2 separate regions of the Gasterosteus aculeatus genome follow, and region 1 is linked to region 2. Evidence: chromatin contacts called from public Hi-C data. All regions are on one chromosome and are shown on one strand. The core of a region is the stretch at or near the end of the contact, and the rest is flanking DNA. Distances in the headings are between cores, read along the strand shown.

Region 1 (3,509 bases), core at 832-3,331, 36 kb before region 2:
TCCACCCCGCAAATTAGGCAGTAATTCAGCTCTATGTATCCCTAACATCTTTAAGGAACGGTCACACACTGAAAGTAACGTTCAACATTCTTCCCATAGACTTCCAATCTTTTGACCACGTGGCGAAAAGAAGACGTACTTCTGGTGGAGAAGGAAATTTACATCGTGGCATTTGAGTTCAACTTTGGGTAAGCTTGGCTAGGTAAATAGTCAAATGTACATAATTAATATGTAACTAATCTAAAATAAAATAGAGGCAGTGCTTTGAGACAGTAAACCAACTCCACTATTTGTAAGAACCAGAAAGGAAATGATCACCGGTCTGCTCAGCTGACCTGCTGTGAAATTAAGGAGAACTATCTTGGTTACAGCAATTCATTTGAATTTGTTCATTGAAAGTGTCTTAGCTGAACACTCCCTCTATTTCCACTTATAATTATGACCAAAGTTTGCGGCTCTCTTTGTGAATCTTCAAAAACAGCGACATATCAGATCATTTCTAAATAATCAGGAAACTATGAGATATGATAAGTCTTCTTCATGAAAACTAGCATTTGATGTGGCAAAATCACCTATTCGATTCGGCCCGCCGGGGGGGGTCCAGTGCGGCCCGCAGGATGACTTTGCTATGAGAGAATTACAGAAAGACATAAATTGCTCTTCTATAAAAGTATCTGCTATTCCTGAAAAGTCCACTCGGGGTCGCACTCTGTGAGTGAACACATGCACGAGACCAGGTCGTTCACCAACGCAGTGCCGGTAGATCCCTTCAACTGAAAAGGAAAAATTCAGGTCACCACGCCCCCCTCCCCATGATTTTAAATGGTCTGGCCCACTTGATGATGATGGACACCCCTGATCTATTGGTATGGAATGTTTTTTTACTTAGATTTGGATGATTGCTGCTTTATTTACAGCGAGAGCAAATGACAAAATGAGTTATCTCAGGTGGAGCACATCAATGTTGTTGGATTGTGGCGCACCGAAGAGCTTTAAGCTTCACCGACACAAGACTACAAAATCCTCCTTGAGTGGTGACAGTGATCAGAGTGCGGCAGCCTATTAAAAAACACACACACATACACGACACGCCTAACCGTAGCAGGGATTTGAGCAGTGTCTGTCATTACCCTCTAATGAAGCATCCATATTTAATGTGTCAGCTGCTTGTGCGTCAGTCTGGGCCTCGACACTGTCGCTGTTCAGCAGTGCTGCACTGACACCCTGAGGCCTCTGTGTCACTCGTCCTGTGCGAAATGATGAAGTCATTCCTCACAGCGGGTCGCAGATTGATTCCGTGTGTGACGTCACCAAGTCCAAGACGTGGGGTCGTTTCAAGTATTAAACCAAGTATCCCTTTCACTTTGAACCCAATGAAACAAATGCGTTTAAAAGCAACGAGCGGCCTTATCAACATCCCACAGTCTGCAGAGCGTTGGCTGAGGGAGATGTCGTTTGAAGCTTCGCAGGGGGGCAACTAGCCGCCGCTTATTCATCTGGGGCTCCCTGCAACACCCCCCCCCCCTAAAGAGGGAGAAAAACAAAGGAAGCCGAGAGAAAGGAAAACACAAGTCGCGTCTCTTTCAATCAGTCGAAAACACCAGAAAGAAATCAATGCGGTACTCGTCTTGGCCACGTTCTTATTTTCTGACTCGGACACTGAAGGAGAGGGATGTGAAATCTTCACATGAACTTGGTTTGGGTGACAGCTGCTGCGGTTTGTGGAGTGATACGAAGCCCGTACATGAATGTGTAAAGGTGCATCAAAGCTGATCAACCATTGCCCCTTTGTCCGCATTCAAACAGTGTAAACAGTGTTTTATTGATTAAAGGCAGAGCTTCAATACAACTTCATTTGAGAGCTCTGGAACAAACAAAAAAGGAAAATGTATAGCGCCTGTTGTTAAGTCTTTTTTGCACCATTTCTCTTCAAATCCGGCTGTGTTGGTTTAAATCTGGGTCTAGATAATACTGTATATGGGGTATATTTCAAAGACATCTCTGCTTTGCAGCGTCCACTGAGTGTCACAGGATGTGACAGCAGGCTGCACAGACCACCGCGCTCTGCAGCGACACTCTGTCCACTCGCATCAACAGCATCGTTGCCAACGGCGGCCTGTCACTATTCTGCCTCTAACCACCTGCTCAGGTGGGGAGGGGCACGGGGAGGGTACAGCAGCTATGGCAACACCTGCCCACATCTGGCGAATCGGCAGCCGCCTATTCGCTGTTTCCCTGGGTGACAAGGGGATCGCTGGTCATTGACTTGACATAATTGTTTGACATCTTGCAAAAGACGAGGAGGGATTATAAAAAAAGCGTAAAATGATCTTAAATAACTGTGAACTGGGGCATGTTGAGGGCTAACTATTCAATCTGTCTGACAGAAATGACGTTCACAAGCCTGGAAACACCATAATTTATTTTGATTTCCATCAGTTTTATTGAATGTATGAAATTCGGTCCCAACCTACACATTTATAGTGCTCTCCTTTAAAACTCCACATGCCAAAACACTGGAGGTGAAAACATCCACACAGCACCTGCTCTCTCTGAAACTCTGAGGCAGTCATGAAGGGATCGACACACAGATCTTTCTCACTTTATCTTCTTCAGAGCTGTGCAGCTTTTATTAATCCCCCCAAAATTAATCCTCCTCCACTGCCCGAAAGAAAACAAAAACAAAACATACAAAAGAAAAGGATAAAACACAAGGACCCTGAAGCGTCAATCTGGTGTCTTTTATCATGAAAGGGCTGCGGCTTACACATTCTCTTATTGTGGAAAACAATACAGTCAGGACTCGATTGTTCAATTTTTCAGTTTCAAATTTAAGCGATTAAGAGGATTTTTTACATTTTTGAGTAAGAAGTATGCTGAAGGCAATAACATTTCATTCTGATAACTTACAAAAGGAAGTGGTACTTTAGTGGGAGCTGACTTTAAGATGTTTGTCTGCATGCCTTGAAATAATAAAAAAAAAAATCCATTCCATAAAGATATTATTTTGCATCATCGCAAAATGAAAGCCCCGTTGGGAGCGGCCAGAAGAGAAGATTCAGCAGTCCTTCCTCGCTGGGAAACCAATAACAAAATATCAAGATCATTGATCATGAAGAACCTCATTCTTGCTGGTGGAAAACCCCCAAATTTATATTAAATTATCTTCATGCTGAGAAGCAGCAGTCCATCTCTCAATAGATATTATACATAATGGTTAAGAAATGTTATATTTCATTATTCCATTAAATAATGAATTGCAAAACGTGATAGCTGAGGAATATCTATCACCTAGTAAGAAAAAAAACACTAGTACAGATCAATATATCTAAAGAAATATTATTTTGTTCTCCTTTGAGCATCAGGAGTTCAGACATGGTTGGTTTTCTGAAGTGTGCTTGAGAGGAACAGGCAGATGAAGCAGGACTTTTCATTGCATGTCTTGGTTCATTTTTGTGTCGGAGAACAATATTCAGTCCAAATTAAAAATGTAGATCAAAAGATAACCT
Region 2 (3,627 bases), core at 68-2,567:
GCCATCTGTCACGTCTCTTTTTACCGGACGCGGCCAACCCGACTCATGAATTAAACAGGGATTCTTGGGAAATCACTTGTTTGTCATTTGGGGTTTTGAAAAGGGGACGGGCATCATTTAAAATCGCAGCAGTGCTCGGGTGGACCCGACTCGGCCTCCAGGGGACCCCCCCTTGACAAATGAGCCTTTTTGTTTGGTTAATGAACCCCCTCCCTCTAGAGTTGTCTCGCAATATCCAAGTGCAAATGTGTGTATATACGCGTATATACATATATATAGATACACACACACACACACACACACACACGGTTTGGTCGGTTGCCCCCAAATTCTCCTGCAAGGCTCGTCCATCACGACTCCCTCATACCCGTACTACATTTGGCAGGGGGGGGGGGGGGGTTACAGTCGATAGTACGAGCCGCCTCACCCCAGGGTGACGATCTGAAAAGAGAACCATTAAGATGCAATTTGTGGAGACGTGGGGAGGAGACGTGACGCGCGACCTCTGACCCTCCGAGCCGCAAGTTCCTGAACGCGACGGCACGAGAACGCACACTCAGAGGATCGGTGGTCTGGTGGTGATTCACTGATCGTGGACAGAATGGTGTGCGCTCGTCCTTCACCAGAGCTCCTTCTGCGATCGTGTCCGGAGTTGTCGTTGGCTTTGTGCGCGTGTTACGTGTCCATTTTTGGTTATTTTCTATTGTGTGTTTGTTTCTAATCTTGAGCTTATTTTGTCTCTCAATAGTCTCTTTTTGGTCACTCTGTGTTCACTCGCTTTACTTCCTGATAAAAGCAGTCAGCAGCGACCTGTGCCTGACAGTAATTTGCGCTATTGCTCCCATCACAGCTTTGATCCACAGCAGGGAGGGGGGACATGCATGGCTTTATTCTCTGGCATGCCGCTGTTTTTGACCTCCATCATGGAAGTCATACGATTCATTATTCAAAAATGCAATCACCTAATTATACGTGACGCATAATGAGGAGCCGAGATGTAAAAGGGGAGGCTGGCAAGAGAGGGCTGGGAAAACAAATTCACGCTTTCTGCTTGTTGACCCCACCCCCTCCATTTAACCACAGCGACTTGGGCCCCCACCCAAATGATGGGCAATCGTATAGGATGTGCCATCAAAGGGGACGCAGAGAGGTCCAGGTGTGAAGATGCAGCGTCCCCTTCCTTTGCTTATGTCCTCCTGGATGTTTCCATTGTGTCTGAGAAGCCCCACTCCCAATCCCCCAACCCTCCATCCCCCACCCAACGACTCCCAGCGTTGCAGCTCGGCAACCTCTTCCACTATGTTCCTATGGTAACAACCCAGAGAGAGAGTGTGTGTGTGTGTGTGTCTGGGAGCTGAGTGATTGTCTGTTTGTGTGTGTTCATTATGGTTGTGTGGCTCATTTTTACATAATGAATCAGTTTTCGAGGCTGGTGGAGCGGGCTCATTTGAATAATTGCAGGGAGAGAAAAGGGGGAAAAAAAGAAAAGATTTAACTGAGCATCTTCACACATCACATGTACAGATCAGAATTTCCTTTGGAGGTGTGTGTGTGCGCGTGTGCGTAAGGGATAGGGCGTATAATGGGACGCCCAGCTGACATCATTTGTCTGCCAATCTGCACCCTGCTTGCCAAACACGGCCTCCACAATAGCTTCACCGAGCAGAACCGTGAGGCAGCTCGGCCTGCAGGAGGAAGTGTCACAGCGCCCCCTGCTGTCCATGGGACAGAGCAAGATATCAATGACACACCGAAACTTTTAAAAGTAAACTCTCTATGGAATGACGGATTAAAAACATAAGCAGACTTGAAATAAAAGGATGTATTGCCAATAACCTGGAGACACGAGAGCGAGTGGGAAGATTTGATGATGTGAAACAAGTTCCGATCCCTCATTGTTTTCTTAAATATCTTTTGTGATTAAGACGTGGGGAGTTTAATTAAGTGTAGATTAACACCAGTTGTTTAACAACCATTAAACTAACCACAAACAGAAGGAAAGCTTCACCAGAGAGACACAATAGTTGGATATATCAAACTGATAAGTTGTTTGAGTAATTCACGCACACGTGTAACGTTAATTACGTAAGTATTATATATATATATTACTATATTGGTCTTCATTAGCAAATATTAAATGTAATATTAAATTAAAAGCGGCAAAACCGCACCTCCTAGTGGCCGCTGGTAACACTGCGCCCATTAATTCATGCGCCACCCTTCGACCTGCATTCTGCGTCTAAATGACGGATGAGCAGCAGAGACTTTAAAACCGAGGCGACACTCACGTCTCCGCCGGAAGGGAGCACAGTGAGGAGGTAACTGGTCGCCGGGGAAACTCGTACCCGTCCATCATCATCTGCTGCTGCTCCTTCAGCACCACCCTCTCCCCATCAAGCTAAGGCTCTCCACCCATCAACGTGACAGCAACGGCCTCGTAAAAGCCTCTCTGTTGTCGCACAGACTCTAAATACCGGACGGCGCTTCGTGGAAATAGACGTTTGGTCTCGTGCACCGGCTCTCGCCACGAGGCGGTTACCATGGGAACCGATTGCAGTTCCCATGGGGACCAATTAGAGCGTAAAACAGACGACGACCGCAGTCTTGTTTGATGGCATCTGAATGTCCTTTCACCGATGCAGGCCGCCTCGGTTTGAGCAGCTCAGTCAAACAAACGAGTAATGATGTCGAGGACGTCGACTTAAAAAGTAGCACTTTTCAAATTCAGTTCTGCGTGTCAACGACAGACAGAAAATAACAAAATAACCTTTTATTGTTAACTTATCAGCCGTCCTGTGCTCAACCGTTCTATTTTACCTTCTGCTTAGTCGAACGTGACAAAAGCACCTCCACCCACGTGGGTGGGGCACTTCGGCCCCTCCGCCTTCTGCTCAGCCCTCCCGTTGTGGGGGCACGCCGGGGTCACCGGACACCTCCGTGGTCTCCACGGAAGGACGCGCGCAAGGTGACCAGGATAGACACGTGTTTGGCTTCACGTTCACCCCGGGGTGAGTCGCGTGCTGCAGTAACGCGCTTTGTCCGCTGGGTGTCGCTGTTCCGCTGCAGTTTCACCCGATGAGATGATGTTCTCCTTCAAATAGGCTTATCTCACTGAGAAGGGAATTAGACTGCTAAACACAACACATATCTCTGCAATGCCCTAAAGGCGGAGATGGAAACCTAGAGCAACATTTTCCTTAGAGTTGCCTCATCGCGTCGCTAAAGGAACGTTTCAATACACCCCGAGTTTGAAAAAGGGTTTTCAACATGTGTGGTGCAAACATTTATTAGTCCAAAAACAGAAGAAAAACGAAACAAACACCAGTCACCAAACACCTCATGATTCATACTAATAACCCCCCTCCCCCCTTCTGAAAAAAGAAAAAGGAGCCAAGGACTGACAAAGTCGATTGCATTTTTCTTGTGCATATAAACATTTTAATTAAATATAAAAGAAAGTGTCCTGGCCGAGTGCAACAAACTGGTACAGGGAGATGGGGGGAGGGGGAGGGGGGGGGGGGGTATAAAAGAAAATCCAGGCCCTGTCCGAAAACAATTCCAATCTCCGCCTCGTTCATCACTTCAGTGCAAATCCGACATTCACTGTGTATAAAAGTGACATTAAAT

The links. Hi-C and Micro-C count contacts between places; a contact is called where the count stands out from the background.
Region 1: a Hi-C map of liver shows a contact between it and region 2, with 2.3 times the contacts expected there. The contact joins two enhancer-like sites. A contact is called at or near these places in 5 of 6 Hi-C or Micro-C datasets (blood and trunk muscle, liver, skeletal muscle and 1 more).

What each region holds. Positions count from the first base shown.
Region 1 is chr1:26,165,968-26,169,476 of fGasAcu3.hap1.1, reverse strand. No RefSeq gene overlaps it. Among protein-coding and RNA genes, the nearest start is that of mmadhca, 13 kb to the left of the region's middle. Within about 2 kb of position 2,081, at least 2 of the 9 cell types and tissues checked have open chromatin away from gene starts, as enhancers often do.
Region 2 is chr1:26,129,286-26,132,912 of fGasAcu3.hap1.1, reverse strand. It overlaps r3hdm1 (R3H domain containing 1), which reads right to left. Exons shown (of 25, transcript XR_013467132.1): 25 at 3,268-3,627. Among protein-coding and RNA genes, the nearest start is that of rnd3a, 8.2 kb to the left of the region's middle. Within about 2 kb of position 1,317, at least 4 of the 9 cell types and tissues checked have open chromatin away from gene starts, as enhancers often do.